Regions from separate parts of the Mus musculus genome. Here region 2 is linked to region 1. The links are chromatin contacts, called in public HiChIP or PLAC-seq maps. All regions are on one chromosome and are shown on one strand. The core of a region is the stretch at or near the end of the contact, and the rest is flanking DNA. Distances in the headings are between cores, read along the strand shown. Region 1 has its middle 39 kb from the start of Gm38404. Region 2 has its middle 18 kb from the start of Gm34148.

Region 1 (4,780 bases), core at 1,213-3,712:
CTCTTAGGGAGCTAACTCAGTGCTCTCACTGAGGGATGGGACTCAGTTCCCAGCACCTGCAACTCCAGTGCCAGAAGATCTGATGCCCTCTTCTGGGCTCTGTGGGCACTGCATGCATACAATACACAGACATACACGCAGGCAAACACTCCTACACATAAAATAAATAAACCTTAGAGAATGTCACTTCCTATCAGAGCTCTCAGAAGCCCAGTGACTACAGTAATATCATCATGGTGACTCTTAATGCCTGGGGCCCAGAGTTGTGTGCTACCACATGATGAAAACTGATAGCATTCTTATGACTTGGGTACAGTCACTGCAGCTCAGAGGAGTCTGGCAACACATCTAGAGTGAAGCTGGGCCTCTAGACTCTGATCAGGATGTTTTCTTAGTCTAACCAGCTGCCCTGGGGAGTCAGGGCATACCCCGGCACAGGGCATCAGGCAGGCTCTGGGCTTCCAGAGGAATACAGCAGAGAGGCTCATGGGATTCCTACCATCCATCACAAAGCCCATCAGCCCTGGGCAACTGCAAAGCAACCAGGAAGCATCTCAGGATCTAAGAGGAACAACCAATGGGGAGAGACGAAGGGGGTGGGGGGAGCGGCAATGAACACACCGATTTTGAAAACAGGTTAACAGAAAGAGGCATGCATGTTCGTGACAGGTGTTGCCTTACAGAAGTGAAAGAATGTTTTGAGAAACCAACCTGAGGGCTTGAACTGAGTTCTGAGAGCCAGGGGCTTTCTCAGACTAAAGAGAAGGGAGGGACCTTTCAGCTGAGACACTGAATTCAAAGTTCTGAGGACAGAGAGACCAGCACAGCAGCCTGCATCAAAGCCCCAAGTATGTGTGTGTGTGCGCGCGCGTGCGTGTGTGAGTGTAACCTAGTGGAACCAGCACAGCAGCCTGCATCAAAGCCCCAAGTGTGTGTGTGTGTGTGTAACCTAGTGGGACTGACATAGGCAAGTGGAGAAAGGGGCCCCACCCTAATGAGGCTGGAAGATGAAGCAGAGCCTTAGCCTGCAAGCAAGGGAACTACTATAAACTGTCAATAGAGCTGGAGGGGGGAGGTGCTCTGTGTCTTCTAGGCTCTCTCGAGAGCTGTGTGGAATGGAGGGCAAGACCTGCAAGATGAGCACATGATATGGACGCAGGTCAAGAAATCACCCTCTTTGCAGAAGGTTCTCTAGCCGCCCCCCCCCACCTTGCTGCTGACCAGATTAAGCCCCCTTAGTGGGAAAGAGATGGGGAGGAGAGAGAAGCAGGTTTGGAGTTGCCCCATCAGCTGTGTATGAGCTGTGCTCTTACTTGGCCTTTTCATCCATCAATTCTGCAGATACAGGGTGTGCCTGGGCTCCCTGTGTACCCTAATCGATGCCAGCCGTGCTGGGTGAGAGCCCGCAGTGCGCACCTCCACACTGTCCACAACTCCAGCAAACTAGGGAAGAAGCCAGCATCTGCACCAGGCCCTCCATTTGGCCCACTAGAACCTGTGCTCTGTCTCCTTGCTCTCAGAGTTAGTAACATTTGTCACCTTTATCTTGTCACCCTCACACTAGTGAGGAGAGTGTTCTTCTGATCTAGATATACAAAGAGGCAGGGTAATACTGGAGCCATCACCGCATAGACAGGGAGGAAAGGAGCTGGAGTCAGCTGTAACCATTCTGCTTCTCAGTCTCTTTCCACAGTGTCCTCCTCCAAGACTCTTTCCACCCCGTTCCTCCTCACCCACCCCTGTTTCTTAACTCCCCCAAGGCTCAAGACCTCAGGGTAGCAGACAGCTAGTCTTTACAGTAGCCGGAGCGCTCACACTGAGGGACGGGTGCAACCTGGATCAGCTTCCCCTCAGCAAGCAAGTCTACCAGGCATCCAGTGTTCCTGCATGTCCACAGGAGACAGTGTGGCTAGGTCATACAGGCTCATCCAGGGGCACAGAGGGTTTCTAGTGGCAAGTAAGCGTGTGGTAATGGCCTTTTCTACTTCCTGATGAGCACACAGTAAGAGATTCTTTTGAGTAGGAGGTCCTGTCCTTTCTGCCATTCTGCTAATTGGAGACTCAGTGTTCCCGGGTCTTGAGAGAACAGTCAGTGGCACGGAGCACATATGCTGTTATAGAGGATCCAGGTACTCAGGGGAGGGAAAGGGGAACTTCAGGAATTATCCTGGGAGCTTCAGGGTTATCAAGTGTCTTGGCTCACTAGCCCTCATGCTCACAGCTCAGTCTCTGCACAGCTCTTAATGCCTTAGGAGGACATATTTTCACTCATTTGGAATGACCACATTTTGAGTTGTGAAGAATAGCTACTGTTAGGACTGCCTGGCAGGAATTCTAACTTTATTGTGATTTAAAATGTGACTGGCTACTTTTAACACACAAAGAAAAGCTACACTCAAACACAGGCGCGTCTTTGCAGAGAGGCACCAGGGTGTGGTAAATTCTTGGACTTTGCAGCTTGCATTGAGAGCTGCATTCATCTCTCCTAGGTGTGGCCTCGGGCAAGCTGGCTCCCGACTCAGAGCTTCAGGTCCCTGAGTCTTTAAACAAGAAATGGTAGAACCAAGTAAACAGAATGGGGACTTTGCCCCAACCATGGGCCACAGTGTTGGTCCCTGCAACATGGCAACCACAGCCTGAAAACAAGGTGAGAACAACTGATGGCAGGTAGCCACTAGCCTGTCTAAGTCTTTCTTGGGACATTTAAATTTGATACTGTCTGTGAGGTGCCCCAGGAACTCAAACAGAGAGAGAACCAAGGATAAAACAGACAGGATCAGCAAGAGAAACTCTGGAAAGCAGCTCCACACAGCCATAGCTGCCATCTTGCAGCTAGGAGAATCCTCTAGCTGCGAGTGAAGGAGCACAAACATGGGGAGGCACTTCTGCAGGATGGGTAGGCTCAGAGCATTCCTAGGGTCCCTTCTACTGCTGTGCCCTCCAGGCTCTCAAAAGGCATGCTGGGAGTTCTGCCATCCTAGACCTTCCTAGCCAATTCTTTTGCGAATGAGGTCCTAGTGTCTAGCATCAATAGACAAGAACAGAAGAGTGCCTTTATCCATAGGGAGGGCTTTACCCAAATGGACTTAATAAAGCTGAATTCCCAGTTCTACCGATTGCACCCGCAGGAACTTGGAATAACTGTGTGGTCTCCAAGGGGTTGGCTCCTCAAAGGGAGCTGTAATGTCTCCTGTGCAAACTATGGGCTGGTGGGGTGGTGATGGAAGTTGGTGAAATGAGACAGACTAAGGCACCAGAACCCGTAACCTGAAGCAGAGGGGAGGGGTACCCTTCTAGAACACCATAAACCAATAGCATTTGCATCACAACGGTCCTGTTCCTCCTCTGTCTGTCTGTCTGTCTGTCTGTCTGTCTGTCTGTCTGTCACAGAGCACTTCTTCCCTCTCTCACTCTGAGAGGTGGAGAGAACAGAGTATGGAATGAGGCTGGAAAAGAGGGAAGTGAATGGATTCCAGTCATCATTGGGCCCGGGGGATGAGGCAAGCTGAATATGACTCAGTTCAAAAGAGAATCCCAGCTGGCATGATGGCTCACAATGACAGCTCTGGAACTCAGGAGGCTGAGGTAGAAGGCTCATGAGTCCAAGACTCTACAAAGGGAGACCCTGAAAAGGAAGGAAAGGAGGAAGGGAGGTAGGGTAGGAGAAAAGGAGGGGGAGAGATAGAGAGGAGGAGGAGGAATGAAGAAAGGAGAGGAGAGGGGAGAAGGAAAAGGAGGGGACAGGTCCATCAACCTCTCCTGACCCCGCCCCCGACCCCGCCCCCCAGCAGTGGTTTCTGTTCCTAGCATCTTTGTACTGAAGATGGGCCCGTGGACAAGGATGGCTCCAGCATCAATACATTCCTAGAAGGACAGTGTCGTGATCACCGTTCCTTTGCTATGAATCACATGGCCAAGCAAAGACCCTGATACTTCCAAGTCCATTCACAGGAAGGCAGTGCCCCAGCTCTCTGCCCCAGTTCTCTGCCCCAGCCTTTGGGAAGACTCCTGGTCTGAAAGTAGGGAAGAATTCTAGAGGTCTTTTCAGCCATGCCCCTGCCTCCTGGAATGTCTACAACTCATCTGATGTGAAGCCCAGGGAGTCTGTGTAACAAACTAAGCATTCAGGAGGGGACAAGAACCTGGTGGCCTTTTCATTTTCCACTACAAGGGGCTACAGAAGAGAAGGCAGGGAAAGGAGAAAAAAACCTCTCCCTACCAGTCTCTTCTTCTTCCTTTGTTTCCAAGTCAGGGGTCATGTCTGCCCTACCTGTCACTGTCTTCATCCTGTGAGGACTGTCATCCTGACAGACTCTGTATTCCCCGAGGAGGCAAGCCTCTAGGCACACCTGGGAGGGATTTCCTAGATTGGGCTAGCCTCATGCTCTGTGAGCCACTCTCTTCATTAGATTGAGGTGGGAAGACTCACCCTGAATATGGGTGTCACCGTCCCCTGGCCTGGGTCCTGGGCTGAATAAAAAGGAGATATCAAGCCAAACACAACGTTCATCTGGCTTCCTGCTCTCTGACTCTGCCGGTACAATGTGATCAGTTGCCTCAAGCTTCCGACTCCCCTGCCCTGATGGATTGCACCCTGCAACTGTGAGCCAAAGTCTTTCCTTCCTTCCTTAAATTGCTTTTGTCGGGGTATTTTGTCATAGCAGCAGAACGGTAACTAGCACGCCCCCTACTGGCCACAAATCTATAACACCCACCGCTGCTGGAAGCCATCATTCTCTCTCAATAGTGGCAACTGCTCTGCTGGCGGCCAGCATCACTC
Region 2 (4,780 bases), core at 1,359-3,858, 160 kb before region 1:
AACATGCAAGGCCCTAAAGTTGATTTTCCCTTGCATTGTAGCGTAAATCATTTCCTCATTAGAGAATGGCCATCTCCCTCATGTCACTATATCAAATGCCTCCCTCTTGAACATTTACACGTTCTCTGTTTAGAAGTGGAGGTGGTGGAGCCGGGCATGGTGGCAAACATCTTTAATCCCAGAACTTGGGAGGCAGAGGCAGGCGGATTTCTGAGTTCGAGGCCAGCCTGGTCTACAGAGTGAGTTCCAGGACAACCAGGGCTACACAGAGAAACCCTGTCTCGAAAAATCAAAAAAATAGTGGAGGTGGCATCTTAAAGAGGATACTGATGAAGTAGTGGAAGAACCAGGAAGGATACTGGGTTAGTGAATTGTCCCAGAAACCATGTCACAAGAGAGGCAGTTCCAACACTTGTGAATCTAATACAATGGAGGAACCCTGACAACCGTCTGTCAACTCCCACAATGCTGTCAAATGGGAAAGGGAGTGAGTTTATTCTGTGTGGCTCTAACAGGTCAAACTATGGGCAGAGGTTAGGTGGGCAGGAGTCTGACGTCACTCCCACGGATAACGAATTCCTGCAGCCCAGCAGCAGACTGAGGAACCTTACAATGGAGAAGTGGAGCAGTTCTGGAAAGTGCACAGTTGGAGACAAAATGGCCACGTGGATGAAGAATGTGTCCTGTGTTCCTTTCAGCAAGAAGACTGGGTGCTTCTTCCCTCACTCGTAAAGGGGTCATGAAGAACGTATGACTGACAAGTGGCAAAGAAGCCAACACCATTCATTTTACTGGTGGTATAAGTAATCATTCTACTTCAGAGATCCAAGACTCATCACTTAATTCTTAGAACAGCTTTGAGAGCTAGGAATGGACATTATCCCACTCTTACAGGTAAGATTTCCAGTTCGAGGATGGCATGAAGGTTCAGCAGGTAGAGTCTCTTGCTGTGCAATCCTGACTAGCTGAGTTTGATCCCGGAAACCCACATAAAATACTGGGTCCAATGGTGTGCGTCTATAATCCTAGGGATGCTCTAGGGAGGCGGGAGACAGAGTCACCTGGAACCTCAGAAGCCAGCCAGCCTGGAGTACGTCACTCTGAGGGAACAAGAGAGATCCTGCCTCGACACGATGGGAGGAAGAATCAGATTTCTAGAACTTGTTCTTTGATCTCCACACATGCTGTGGCATGTGTACACACACACACACACACACACACACACACACACACACACACACACCAAATATTGAGCTCTAAAGTGCTAGTAAATTGGCCAAGCCCTGCCCTCAGCTCCTCCCTAGCAGCTTCCGTGAAGCAAGCCCTTCTCCCTCTCCGAGTTCCCAGGCTTTTCTTTTGTGAGCCAGCAAGCACTGCTTCTTGTTCTTCTTACTGGATGTATTCAGAATCCGTTCAGATAGGTTTTTAAGCCCTTGAGGGTAGGATTATCTGTTATTTTGCTTTTGTATCCTATCCTCTTGTGGCCCAACAATCAGTATAAAAGACAGATCTGGTCCTGCCAGCATTCTGGTTTGAATTCTTTGTAACTTCTCCATCCTTCCCACAGTGACTCTTAACCCAGTTGAATGGGAACTGGGAACAAGAGATTGGTGTCCATTTCCAAATCCTGGGAAGAAATGAAATATGGGTTGAAGCAGCAGAAGCAATGTATTATTCATCGAAAGGAAAGCTTGAAGTAGCTGCTTCCAAAATGCATTTCCTTTCTGGCAGGGGCCTGAGGCAATCCTAGAACTCACGGCCCGTGGGAGAAGACAGGATTTTGAAGTTTGGGAAGAGTGCACGAGATTTTCATTCTGATCAGTGGAGTCAAAGGTTTGGCTATTGTGTTTCTTTGCGAAACCCTCCCAGTTAGCTTTCTGTTGCAATGATAAAACACAAACCAAAACAATGTGGGGAGGAGAAGGGCTTGTCTCCTCTTAGAGATTTCAGCCTATTCTGAAGGGAAGCCAAGGCTTACGGCAGGAGCTGGAAACAGTAAATATGGAGAAACACTGCTTCCTGGTTGCTCCTAGATTTACATTCCGAGACTTTCTATACCCCAGGCCAAAATGCCTAAGGATGGCACCACCCGTGTTGGGCTAAATGCTCCTACATCAAATAGCAATCAAGAAAATTCCCCACAGAAAATTCCCCACAGTTATGCCTGCAGGGCAACATGGTAGAGGGAATTCTTCAGCTGAGGTTTCCCCTTCCCAGGTGTGTCAAACTGACAAGCAGGATTAACCATCACCAAAACGTTGACCTAAGGAATAAGATAATGCCACCTCTGTCACAAGCCAACTTTCAAATATTCATGGCTCTGTGCCTGTTGTGTTCTGCTCAAAAGCCCTACCGTGAACCAGCAGGGCTCTTCAAGATGTTTGATCTCCTATAGATCAAGTGCCCCTCATTTCCCCCCTATAGAACTGTCTTAGCTATTCTTGGCCCTTTGTTCTCATATGTTATTTTTACTATAAACATCTTTGAGGAAATCACATTCCACCTACTGGCTGCAATTAGACTTGAGTCATAGATTACAGAGAGTTGACAGTGACAATGAGTCCTTCATCTCTTATTTGCAGGGTCTGGGGATTGTCTACCCCATAGCAACCACTCCACTCTGCCCTTTTGTTACTGGCAGAAAACTCTTCTCTCTGAATAGATAATGTGCAGGTCTGAGGCACTCCTCAATGCCTCTTGATGACAGACTCAAACCGGGGCAGTGAGACACGAGGAGAGTTTCATAGGAAAGGCTTAAATTTGAGTGGCTGCATGACAATAGCATCCAGGTGATGAGGACTCTACATGAAGTCCACCCTGCCCAGAGCACAGACTTGGGGATAAAGCCATGTTGGAGTGACAGAGAATAACGTTGGAAACAGCCTGACAGTTTGATGGCATATCTGAGTTGCTAAAGTAACTGATCCCAGACCCAAATAAGTTAGATTAGACGTCCTACTATGTAAGCCAGTTGTTCCACTTACTTATGTTTTTGTATGTATGCATGTGCATGTATTTCAAGATTAGGGGACAGCAGTTAGCTCTCTCCTTTCACCATGTCAGTCCCAGAATTTGAATCTAGGTCATCAGTCTTGGTGGCTACCATGTTTACCTACTGGGCCATCAGACTGAGTACATTAGTGATTGATTGATTGATGATTGACTGATCTTACATCGATTGAGATGGAACTCAGAATCTCATGAATGCCAGGAAAATGCTCTATACCTAGACCTAAAAAATACTCTTTAAGACATTTCCTGTTGAATATGTTAGCATACATGTAAGAACATCCTAATTAACATGTCGGGTATTTTTCATTTCCTTCAATAACCTGTCCACCACTTACTTATAGAGACATTTTGTCCATTTTTGTAATCAAGACATTTTTACTCTATACTTTTCTGGAGACAGGTATAAGTATTGATTTCTTTGTTGGTCTAAGATTAAGTTTAGAGAACACTTGATGCTAATAATTTATGAGGTCCAGTATAAGATGTCATGTCACCTGTAAATAGGGCAGTTCTCCTCTCACTTTAAAATTCTCATACCTATTACTCATTCCCATGTCTTATTGTATTAGCTAAGACTTCAAGTACAGCATCCAAAGGACTAGCTCTACTTGCTTGGCTTAGGTAGAGGTGTTCATTCTAGACCATCCACAGTGAGAGTTCAACAGGGACACCACATGGGAGTTGGGCATTACAAGCAAGGTTGCAATGTATTTTTTACAAATATTCTTCATTAAACTAATGTGCTTTCTGTGTACTAGTGGGTCGAGGCATGGTTGCGAGTATGACAGGAGGCTAAAAAGCAATAGACGTGAGGCAGAAGCTTACTTTTCACCCTGAAGATGCTCAGTGGTAAGCAGTTCTGGGTGTAAAGATGGTGCCACAGTCAAGCCATTCCCCGTGCTTTCCTTCACATGTCAAGAAGAAGCATTCCCTGAAACCTGCTGTGGGGCTGTAAAAACTCAGGGGTGGGGGATGGGCCTAAGGCCTGTGATCCTGCCTCTGCCTCCTGAGCACAGGTGAGAGCCACCACACTCAGATTACCTTGCTTTTTCAATTGATGGCGAATGCAGAACTTTGTCTTTCATGCAATTAAGTTTTATATATATTAACTGTGATTCATTTCTGTTTTTGAAGGCATAGTTTTCTTTCATGTTTTGTTTCACTTGCTTTTAAAACTCCCCATTTTGTTTGTAGATATCTAAGTAAGTGTACAATGCTCAAAATGTGTGTGATATAAATTATCAAGAAAAGACAATCTTATGAATGTCTCAATATGAAAATTTTATGACCTTAATGTGTTCCATACAGGAGTCTACATAAATCTAATAAATAAAGTTATGATTACTTTCTTCAAAAATTATAGACTGTTGGGCTCATATTTTCTAATTGAGAAATGCCAAGAATATTTTTATAAATGTATTAATTTATTATATCATTAACAATTTATTGTTAGAGCTGGGCAGCGGTGGTGCATGCCTTTAACCCCAGCACTAGAGAAGCAGAGGCAGGTGGATCTCTGTGAGTTCAAGGCCAGCCTGGACTACAGAATGAGGTCCAGGACAATCAAGACTACCTAGTAAGATCCTGTCTTGAAAAGCCAGAAATAAAGAATTGCAATATCGTGACTGCTTCATTTGCTTAGAGGATCCTTTGTTTTATTACCTGATGTTTCTCTTTTTCCTTTTAGCTAAGTTAACATTTTTATTAAATATGAATGTTACTGCTCAACATTCTTTTGGGGATTGCAATTTGTTTTTCTCATCCTTGA

What was found. HiChIP or PLAC-seq counts read pairs in DNA pulled down with a chosen protein or histone mark.
Region 2: an H3K27ac HiChIP or PLAC-seq map of extraembryonic endoderm stem cells shows a contact between it and region 1. The contact joins two enhancer-like sites. A contact is called at or near these places in 22 of 39 promoter capture datasets (the 3T3-L1 cell line, 3T3-L1-derived adipocytes, the C10 cell line and 14 more), 4 of 15 datasets of contacts at CTCF or cohesin (CD8 T cells, embryonic stem cells, large pre-B cells and 1 more), 62 of 484 Hi-C or Micro-C datasets (the 63-12 cell line, B cells, the C10 cell line and 34 more), 10 of 115 datasets of contacts at active chromatin or transcription factors (astrocytes, bone marrow-derived dendritic cells, double positive thymocytes and 6 more) and 3 of 9 other capture datasets (adipose tissue, liver and pancreatic islet).

Annotation. Positions count from the first base shown.
Region 1 is chr6:127,266,918-127,271,697 of GRCm38.p6, reverse strand. No RefSeq gene overlaps it. Among named protein-coding and RNA genes, the nearest start is that of Gm38404, 39 kb to the left of the region's middle. Within about 2 kb of position 2,462, at least 26 of the 459 cell types and tissues checked have an H3K27ac peak or open chromatin away from gene starts, as enhancers often do. A contact at or near this core is called in extraembryonic endoderm stem cells, where this site is marked.
Region 2 is chr6:127,428,054-127,432,833 of GRCm38.p6, reverse strand. No RefSeq gene overlaps it. Among named protein-coding and RNA genes, the nearest start is that of Gm34148, 18 kb to the left of the region's middle. Within about 2 kb of position 2,608, at least 10 of the 459 cell types and tissues checked have an H3K27ac peak or open chromatin away from gene starts, as enhancers often do. A contact at or near this core is called in extraembryonic endoderm stem cells, where this site is marked.